Linked DNA regions of Muntiacus reevesi: region 1 is linked to region 2. Evidence: chromatin contacts called from public Hi-C data. All regions are on one chromosome and are shown on one strand. The core of a region is the stretch at or near the end of the contact, and the rest is flanking DNA. Distances in the headings are between cores, read along the strand shown.

Evidence for each region. Hi-C and Micro-C count contacts between places; a contact is called where the count stands out from the background.
Region 1: a Hi-C map of muscle shows a contact between it and region 2, with 5 times the contacts expected there. The contact joins the promoter of TIMM22 here to the promoter of RFLNB in region 2. A contact is called at or near these places in 2 of 3 Hi-C or Micro-C datasets (blood and muscle).

The regions. Positions count from the first base shown.
Region 1 is chr18:39,981,798-39,987,268 of mMunRee1.1, forward strand. It overlaps TIMM22 (translocase of inner mitochondrial membrane 22), which reads left to right and starts at 2,343. Exons shown (of 4, transcript XM_065910852.1): 1 at 2,343-2,623; 2 at 4,477-4,673; 3 at 5,292-5,364. The coding sequence starts at 2,386.
Region 2 is chr18:39,600,847-39,605,800 of mMunRee1.1, forward strand. RFLNB (refilin B) reads right to left here and starts at 3,256. Exons shown (of 4, transcript XM_065909313.1): 1 at 2,966-3,256; 2 at 155-264. The coding sequence starts at 3,175.

The sequences.
Region 1 (5,471 bases), core at 1,093-3,592, 380 kb after region 2:
GGCCGTGACCAGATGAAGTCCCTAGAGTACAGGCAAAGTTCAGGCCAGGGAAACAGACATGGGAAACCACTTCTTACTTGTGGAATATGCTTGAAGAGGTTCAAACTTTCCATCAGGTGAAACCCATTCCACCTATGGAAGGAGAAGGGTGGGGGAAGAGAGGTACCGGATCAGGGTATCTGTGTCTCCTTCTGTTATCCAGGCCACCATGTTCCAGAAAAGGCTTCTCCCGCCTCACCATGGTCACACTGGTACCACAGCTTTTAAAAAAATTTTTATCTTTGGCTGCAAGGCTCTTTATTGCTGCATATAGGCTTTTGCTAGTTGCGGCGAGCAGGTGACTTTGATCTCACCTGCGCTCTGATGCAGACTCTTCACTGTGGGATTGACTCTTGCTCTCTAACTCATCCCAGGGATTAATTGTTTAGATTGTTCCTTGCTTTGGAAGGCCACTTTGCCTGGGACTTGCCTAGGGGTCTGTCCCAACCTCTCAGATCCAACTTCGGCTCTTAAGACCTCTGAGTGAATCAGAACCCTGGGCCCCTCACTCTTCTGGAAGGAATGGGTGGTTGGCAGGGTGTGCTGAGTTAAAGATGCCTGTAGGGAATGTCTGGTTCCCAGGCTGATGAGAAGGCTCGTGTCGGAGCTAGAGATGAAAATTTGGGAGTCACTGCTGCAGTACAGGGGCTTACCAGGTGGCTCTAGTGGTAAAGAACCTGCCTGACAATGCAGAAGAGACACGGGTTCAATCCCTGGGTTGGGAAGATCCCCTGAAGGAGGGCATGGCAACCCACTCCAGTATTCTTGCCTGGAGAATCCCATGAGCAGAGGGGCCTGGTGGGCTATGGTACAGGGGGTCGCAAAGAGTCAGACATGACTAAAGCGACTTAGCACACGCACATGCATGCATCTTGCAGTACAGGCGGTAGTAGAAGTCACGAGCATGGATGAGCTGCTCAGGCAGAGTGAGGATAAAGGATGAAGCCCTGAGGGGCCCAACAGGAAAGGGTCAGGCAGAGAGGTGTCAGCACCGATGACCGACAGACACACTGGAGAGGCTTTGGCAAAACTAGGAGAGAGGAGCTCCACAGAAATGGAAGAAACTTCAAAACAGCGGTAAATGCAGCTGAGCCTTCGAGTGAAATGAGATCTGGACTCAACAACTGGGAAGTTAGGATGAGTGGGTTCACGGTCTGGTGGGAGCTGAAGCAGGGTGAACTGTAGGTTCTGCAGGTGACACAGACAACTCTGGCTGCCAAAGGGGTCTCTCAGTCTCTGTTGACTGGCTACCCTCCCCATCTTCTGTTTCCATTTGTTTCTATTAGCTGATACAACCAGATATGCTGCAAGTCTGGATCAATACAATAGTTTGGGATCCATTTTGGTACCATAGAAACTACTGTGAAAGGTTTTCTGGGTTCATACACGCTGCTATCTCACAGTTAAACTCCAGGTTCTGAGTTTGCAAGCTAGTAAGCACTTTTAACTGATTCAGCATAATATAAGTGGCATTCACCGCAATGCTAGTCCCACAGGACAACAACTGGCTGGAGGGAGTAGCAGCCTCGGCCTCCCTCGTTCTCCATCTGGCCATAGACATCTCGTACTTAAACTCGGCTATCTTCACTAATTTTTTTTTTTTTTTTTGGCTGCGCGGCTCGAGGGATTTTTAATTCCCGGATCAGGGCTGGAACCAGGGCCCTCGGAAGTGAAACGCGGAGTCCTAAGCAGTGGATAGCCAGGGGATTTCTTTCTTTTTTTCTTTTTTGTCTTAAACTTCACTCATTTTTTTTTGGCCCCTTCTCTCTCCCCTCAACGATTCAATTACTGAATAAAACATTTACTCCATACATTCATATCACGTTTTCACGTTAATTTACAAAGCACCTTACCCCATCGGCATCTAACAACGCACTGTTGGAATTACTAGGCTGGAAGGGCAGTGGCGAGGCGCGCGCACCCCCTGCTGGTGCCCCGGCTCGCTGTAGCCTCTCTGCCCTCCCGCCCGTCAGGAGCGCGAGAGGCGGCGGAGACGCGCGTGCCCGCGCAAGGCTTCCTGGGAAATGTCTGGGGTGTAAGTGTGTCAGAACTACAAATTCCGGTACGCCCCGCGCTGTAGCCGCGGAGAGGGTGCTGTCTGGTGATTCGAAATCTTTTGTCAGTGTCGTTAGGAATGCCTCATAAGCCTGATTCAGTATTCACAGGAGAACATGATAGCTCTTCCGCTGGGTGTGCACGAACTGACTTGGCTTCCGCGGCTTCCTCAAGCTCGCTCGGTGTGGCGAATCTGCCTTTGCGGTACGGTGGCTGGGCGCGCAAGGCCCGACGGGAAGCTTGTGGAATCTGTTATGAGAAGAAGAACGCCAGGTTTCCTGGGCCACAGTCATGGCGGCGACCGCCCCCAGTGCTGGGGGCTCCGCACCTGAGGCGGCCGCTTCCGCCGAAGCTCCGCTGCAGTACAGCCTTCTTCTGCAGTACTTGGTGGGCGACAAGCGTCAGCCCCGGGTCCTGGAGCCTGGGAGCCTGGGCGGGATCCCGAGTCCAGCCAAGAGTGAGGAGCAGAAGATGATTGAGAGAGCGATGGAAAGCTGCGCCTTCAAAGCTGCGCTGGCCTGCGTGGGAGGTGAGGCGGGGCGGGGGAACCTTGGGAGGCTGAGCGCTTGGGCGGCAGCGGGGTCCACTGCGCAGAAGACCACGCACCTAGGAGGGGAGGGGGCCCTGGGCCGCGACCTTGACCCACCCCCGCCTGGTTCAGTGAACTTGAGCAGCGCCTCCCTAGACCCCGAGGTTGGCTTTCGCCTCTGGAAATGCGATCAGAGACTCGGTCCTGGGTCGAGACCTGGGGTTTATAAAATGGTTGACTTCATTCATTCATTCATTCATTCGTTCGCTTTAAAGTAATTACTTTTCAGAAAATTATTACTGAGCGGCTATCACGTGCCAGGCGGTGGAAAGACAGAATGAGAGACAAGAGCCGTGTTCTCATGAAGCTAATATTTTAACATACACAGAAAGAAAAGTGTTCAGAAGGAGGACAGTGCTGCAGACCTGGGGCGCAGAACTTGCAAAGGTTAGGCCTTAAGTGACTTCAAGCTAGAAAAACAGGCCTGTGAGCCCAATGTGACTGGACAGCTGGAACGAGGGGGAAAGAAGTCTGGGCTTGGCATGTTTTTGTTTTTTTAATCGTTTGAGGATTTGAGAATGTAGGTGTCCCTCCTGTGTGCTAAGAGGCTGACCACATTTGCAGGTGAGTTGAAGTCTCATTGAGAATGAAAGGAAATTAAGAAACGAATATAGTGAGAGTGGAAACGTGAAATTGAGCAGAAAGAAGAAAGATCTCTTTGGTTGGGAGAAGACCACAAGAGGTGAGACTGGAGCCTGTGTCTTGAAGGATTAAGAGAATGAGGGTAGATAAAGAGACATGGCATTTCAGGTTGGGGTGGAGTGGTGCAGGTTGAGCTTTTTGCATGTAGGCATTAGGGCAGTCATTGATGGGTTTTTAGAGTTACCAAGAGCTTGATGACTCATGGTGGAGTGTGGCAAAGGGAAGGAAAGTCAGTAGACAGAGAGACCATATAGGGAATTTGCTAGACTGAAGCTCAGTGAGACATGGACTGGGTCTTTGTTCTTCATTGTGCCCGACCCTAGATCTCTTATATGTCTGTTGAAATAATGCTTTGTAGTGCTCCAGGGTGGAAGTGATGAGGGCCCTAGGCTAGGATGATAATTGTGGACCTAGCCTCATAGGAGGAAGCAAAGAAACAGCCATAAGTGTACCTGAAGTTTGGCGCGGGAATGACTGGAGAACAGGAACCGTAAGCAGGGAGGTCTGGAGGGGAGGTGCCCGTGATTTCGTTGAACATATACTGACCTTGAGGTGGCGAAAGGACATCCATGTGGAAATGTCCAGCAGGCTCAGGAAGGTCAGCTGTGGACCACAGCGTGGCATTTGCCATTTGGGAACTTTGTGACCTTAGGGAAATTAGTTTACCTCTCTGAGCCTCAGTTTCTTCGACTACAGAAAGGAAAGGAAAATAGTATCTACCTCACGGGATTACTGCAAGGAATAAGTTAGGCTGGGACAATAAAGCGTAATTGGTATATGGTATTTACCAAATGACTTTTATGAATGTCACCATTGTCAAGGGAGTGATTTGCAAAGTTGATGCCTGAACTTGAGGGTGACTGGTTCATGTGTGAATGTAGAGAGAGAAAGAGGGTTAAAGATGGAATCTTGAAGAATGCTAGAAAATGAAAGGAGGAAGAAATACAAAAAGAGTCAGAGAAGAAGCTGCCTACTAGATCGATCTTGGATTTTGTAATGTGGAAACCAGGCCAGTGGAGAGTTTCTGAGGCAAGAAGGGGATGGGGTATCCTCTTCACTGGTGGCCATCCAAAAGGTGCAATTTGAGTATGACCCTATTACAGTAATCTGAAAAACGTGCCAACGAAATCTTCATCTCTGTTCATTTTTAGGATTTGTCTTGGGAGGTGCCTTTGGGGTGTTCACTGCTGGCATTGATACCAACGTGGGCTTTGACCCTAAGGATCCTTACCGTACACCGACGGCCAGAGAAGTTCTTAAAGACATGGGCCAGAGAGGAATGTCCTATGCCAAAAATTTTGCCATTGTGGGCGCCATGTTTTCTTGCACTGAATGTTTAGTAGAATCTGTAAGTGTCCCTGCCTTCTGAGAAAGCCTTGCCTGTTTCCATCCTGTGAGTTTTAAAGAGAAATACTCAATGCTACTAGAAAGCAGCTCAGAAGTGTCCAGTACTTGCTAGATTCGGTTTCCATTAAATAGTCCCTAATGTAAACTTCTTGTGAATTTATGATTTGGGCTTGCCTTATTTTTTATTTTTTTTTACAGGCCAGAAGTTGGTTAATTATTTTTTTATTGCTTTTGACTGCACCTCGCGGCTTGTAGGATCTTAGTTCCCCAACCAGGGGTGGAACCTGGGCCCCTAGCAGTGGAAGCAAGCATGGAGTCCTAATGATTGGATCACCAGAGAATTCCTGGTTAATAATTTTAAACAAGAGACTTGTTGGGGAACCTGAGAAGAGGTTCTGATTACTTCTCAAATGTGACACTTGGCTCAGTGCTTTGGTACCATGTGCAGGAAGCATTTGTGAACACATTCAAATTTTAGGAATTATACTTTTGAAAGAAAACAAGATAGGTTTCCTTTGGGGAGGGACTAAATTAGCCAGCTAGAAACCCTGTCTTTTTTTCCTTAGTTTTCTTGTTTGGCTTGTTTCTTTGGCTCTGAACTGCTCTTCTCCACCCACAGTACCGGGGAAAATCAGATTGGAAGAACAGTGTCATTAGTGGCTGCATCACTGGAGGAGCCATTGGTTTCAGAGGTTAGTAAACAATTCTCACATGCTTTTCTTTGTGGCCTTGGACAACATGCTGAAGTTGACATTTCCAAACACATGAGTGTTCCAAGGACAGCTCAAGGCATATGTGG
Region 2 (4,954 bases), core at 2,006-4,505:
GTTAGAATACAGAAACACCCCAAAGAGAACCCACCAAACTGTAAGAGTTTAGCGCACTTCTGTCATTGACTATTTAAAAAAAAAAAAAAAAACAAGCATTAATTACTGGAATCAAAAATAGAAGTGAAATGAAATCAGTGCCCACTGTATTTACCTTACTTCTGTTGGTGGTAAGGGGTCAAGCTCCACTCCTTCGCCAAAGGACAGGGGGCATAACCTTGGTGAGTATCCAGAGCCCAGAGGGTTAGGGAGAGAAGCTGGATTCTGCAACGATGGAGAATGCAGTCAGACCACAGGCCCATCTGATGCTTTCCCCACAGAATTCCTGGTTCTAGCCTCCCGCTGATGGGCCCAGCTGTGATTCTATGGCCCCCACTGGGAAATGATGCCAGAGAAGGACTGATCCACAGCAGCAGAAGAGCATGGACAGGTGTGTTCAAATCTCGGGTCTACCATGAAGGTGCTGGGTGCCCTCAACAGAGTCACAGCATATGCCCTGTGACCTTCTCTGCACACCCAGAGGTGGGGTGGTGTCCCCTTCCACTGATGAGGTTTCGTGGAAGGATGAACAGAGGAAGCAAATCTGAGCTCAGCATTGTGACCGCGACCGGTCCCCAGGCCTACCGCATCATCCCACAGAAAGAAAACTGCCATGAACGGGGGCTTTGCCAACCAGAACCTTCAATTACACACCCCCAGCCCTATCACTGTCTCAGCAACTCTTCAGAAAAAGCCAAAACCAACAAAAAGAAATGCTACCAGGGATTTTTTTTTGTCACTGAAGATTCAGTCCAACTTCCCCCACGTCCTCTGCCTCTGGGGCCATCAGATCGACACCCAGCCAAGATGGAGGAATCTGCAAACTCGCTGGAAAAGCAGACACCAGAAAGTTCTCTATGGCACCTTCCACTGTTCAGAAAACTCCAAGAACCAGAGCACGGCATCCCAGGGGTTCACCCTCTTGCAGGCTGGTCAATGCATCGGGCTTTCTGATTCACCAAATAGCCTGAGTCTGAGATAGGGCCATCCTCCACGTAGGTGCTCGCTTTTCTTCGCCTGCTCTGACTTGAGTCAGGGCTTCTGTGTTAAGCCAGCTAAAGGAAGCAGCCCTCCTGGGATAACTGAGAACTGTCATTTTCTTTGCTTGATTTGAGAGAAGAACCTACACTTGGGCCAGGACATGGTGGTGGCAGCCCCACCCCTAGGGCTTCCAGGAAGCAGACATTTCTAGAAGGTTTGACTTTAAGACTCTTAGGTTACCAGGACAAGGTGTCAAGTAGGGGGCATAAGGTGGACAGACAAAAGCCAAAGGGGACCAGGTAGGTCAGGGAGAGGTGGGGGTCCCCAGGGTCCAGCCCTGAACTCAGGGTGGGTGGGGGAGGAGTTTAATAAGCCCTCACTGGGGCTTGAGAACTCAGGTCCGAGCGTCCAGGAGGGGGTAGGCACTGGCTGCAGCAGAGCTTCAGGAAGCAGCCCCCAGCAGTGCCAGGGGTGTCTGCTCTGCCCACAGACACTCCCCAACCTAGGGGTGCCTTCCCAGCAGCCCTGGGGGCTGCAGGACGACACAGCCACCAAGAGGAGGCAGGAGACTCTCAACACTCACACGGCAGCCTTCTTCCAGGTGTCCACACAGACACTGGTCCTCCTGCCCTGACTCCTCGCCTCCTCATGCCTGCCGCCAGCACTCTCTGAGCACACGCGTGCCCCAGTGCAGGCTGGGGGTGGGGCGGGGCAGCAGGAGTCAGACTCCCGAACCAGGTACCCACCAGGGGAAAGGGACGGAGTCACAGTCCCTGGCATGGCTCTGGGAGGCATCCAGGAAGACTTCCCAGAGGAGGTGACAAGTTGGGTCCCAAAGGGCAGCCGGCAGGGGTTTGATGGACTGGGTGTTGGAGAGGTAGAAGGGAAGAAGCATGCCAGAGGGAGGGAGCAGTCTCGGGGGCACCGGTGTGTCTATCTGCCTGCGGTCAGGGGATGTGGAAGATGAGGCTATAAAGGGCCAGGCGGCCAGGGTTCTGAAGGCCAAGATGGAGCCAGTGCTGCCTTCTAATGGAAACGAGAGAACACAGTGATGTTCATGGAGAGACAGGATCAAGAATTCCACGCACCAAAGCGGGTGGGTCCCTAAGAAGCAGCAGCTGAACTGACTATAGTCAGTAGCAACTGACTACTTCACACAGGGGAGAGGGCTGCAAACATTCATCCCCAAGGCAGAGGGGCCGGCTCAGAGCTCTGAGCTTGACTGTAGGCAGGATGTGGGTCCCTTGAACTCTAGGTAAAGGCAATAAACACCACCATCTGAGTGATTCCTAAGGTACTTGCATTTTCTCTTTAAATAAAAGTTTTAAAGTAAAGTAAAAGGACTCATCCTTGAAAGTTTCCACCCACCTAAAGTCCTCCCACCCATCATGCGCCAGATACAGGTTAGGTGATGGGTCAAGAGGGGCCACTGATCTCAAGAGGTCCTCTCCAAGGCTGCTAACAGTGCCCTAAAGCTGGCCCTCTTTGCTCAATGAATCCGGGAGTGGAGCAGATCCCTCCTCCCAAGACCTACCGGGAGTGGGAAAGGCCCGTCGGAACCACCGAGGGCGGGGGCAAAGCCCGGAGAAGCCTGGGGTTCCCTCTCGGTGTCCCGGGACCCCTGTGGCCCGGCCAGGTCAGGATGTGGTCAAGCCGCAGCCTGACAGCCGCGGGGGCCGCCACCCCGAAGGGAAGAGACGGCGGCCCGCCTCTCCCGGGGCTCCCGCGCCTCCCAGGCGATGACAATTTTCCAGCCACCGGCTCCAGCTGGCCAGGCTCTCGCCGCGCTCCCGCCCCGGGCTCCCGGCGCTGGCCACGCCGTCCCGACGGGCGGGCGGCGGCGCCCACATCGCGCCCCGGGAGGGCGGGCAGACCGCCTGGGGGTCCGGCACGGGGTGGGGGGATAGAGAGGATGAGGGGAAGGGGCCGGGGCGGGGTCACTTACCAGGGCCGCGCGGGTGGCCGCTGCGTCTGGCTCCAGCGCCCCCGAGGCCGGCGTGCGCTCCCCGCCGCCGCCCCCGGCCGCCGCGAGCGCCCAGTGGCTGGGGCTGGGGCTGGGGGGCAGCCCCGAGTCCGGACTGTCCAGGACGCCGTCGCCCTTCTTCTTCGTGTCCACGAGCTCGGGCACATCCTGCAAGCTCAGCCGGCCCACCATGGCGGTGCGCGCGGCGGGGCCGGGGCCGCTGCCCGCCGGCCGCCCTCCCTGCCGGCCGCCCGCGCGCCGTCCGGGTCCGCCGGCCGCCGCGCTCCCGGGCCCGCCCTCCGCCCCGCCCCGCCCCGCCCGGGCCCGACCCGCCCGCGGTGGCGGAGCCGCCAGGCCGGGCGCCAGGGGCCGCTGCGCTCCTGCCGTGCGCCGCCCGCGCTGCCCTCCGCCTGGCCGTTCAGCCCGCCGCGAGCAGCCGATCCCAGGCTCCCGGGGCGCCGGCCCGGGACCCCCGCCCCACCCGGCCGTCCGCCCCGCCGCAGGCGGACACGAGACCCGACTCGCACCGGGCCCGGGGGCTCCTTGTCCCCTTGACCTGGGCCAGCCGGGCCGGCGGACGCTAGAATCTCTAGCCCTAGGCGTCGAGGGGAAGGCAGAGGAGCGCTCCGACTCGCAGAGGCCTGGGGAGCCGGCCGAAACCAGCGAACAAACAACTGGAAATTATTAATAGTTAATGCGCTTCGTATGGTTCCAGCCGCCTCTTGGCTCAGCCGGGCGGCCTCTCAGGCTGTCTCTGGCTCTCATTTTTCCCCGGGGGGGAAAAGAGCGCCTACTCCGTTTATCCTCAAGGGGACTCGGGATGGGCGGGGGAACGCATCACCCCCCGGCCTGGGTGCTCAGCCTAACAGGTCGTGGCCACAGCGAGCAGGGAAATTCAGCGTGGGTGCAGAGCAGCCCTCGAACCAGATGAGAGGCTCAACCCGCTCTCCATCAGCTGTCTGAAGGGCTCCCTCCATTGGACGGGGCGGGACGGGGGATGGTGGTGGTCACAGCTTTTCAGACGGGTTACTTGCCCTTCCTCCTTAGTTTGATAGAGAAGCCCTACCTGAGTGGGAACTCATTGCAACAGCTGCCCAACGGTAGAACTGGGCTGTTCTCATATCTAAAAGCACTAGAAAAAATAAATAAATAAATAAAAGCACTAGAAAATTCGGGTACTGTTTCTCACAGAGACCACCCTGATTATTGGTAAGTTCAGGAAGTACCCCACCACCACCACCAGCCACCCTCCCCTGGGGGGTTTTGATGGCTGCTCCGCTAGGGCCTCAAGCTGGAGCTGTGACCAGACCTAGCTGGCAGGGCCCAGCTCTAAAGAGGAGCAATGCCCTGGGCTAGGGACTTCCCTGGCTCCATGAGAGGTGGGCGCCGTGCACAGCTCGCCATGGCATCTCAGTCTGTGTCCTTGCAAAAGCAGACAGAGGATCCTTGTCCTGCTTGGGACCTGGTGAAGTCCAAGTTCAGAGCAGGCAGATGTTTGTGATCTGCTGGAAATGGTTCAAACCTCCTATTCTCACCCATCACTTTCAGGTCAGGAAACAGAGAAGGAACTTGACTTGCCCCAAGTCACAGAGCTGGTACAAAGCAGCTTGCTGTGACCAGGAAGCCCAGGAGCAGCCCTTCCACAGAGAACAAAACCTGGTGCATGCCTGAGTGCTGGGAGGTTGCTCTTGAAGGACCTGTGGGAATAGATTACAAAATCAAGGGCCAATGGTTTGTGCCAGGATATACTGTAAGCAGTGGGTCTTAGAGGTTGGGCCAACTGTGTGGCTACACTTCTCTACCCCTGTTGACCTCACCGTCTGCATATCCCAGGCTGCCGCCCAACCTGGGGCATCACAGGAGGAATCTAAGAGCTTCCCAGGGGTGTGGAAAGGTGGGTGGTCTGCTGGAGTGGGAGGACTAGCACCCTGGAGGGAGTTTGTCCACCAGTGTGCCCAGGTATTAATAGAT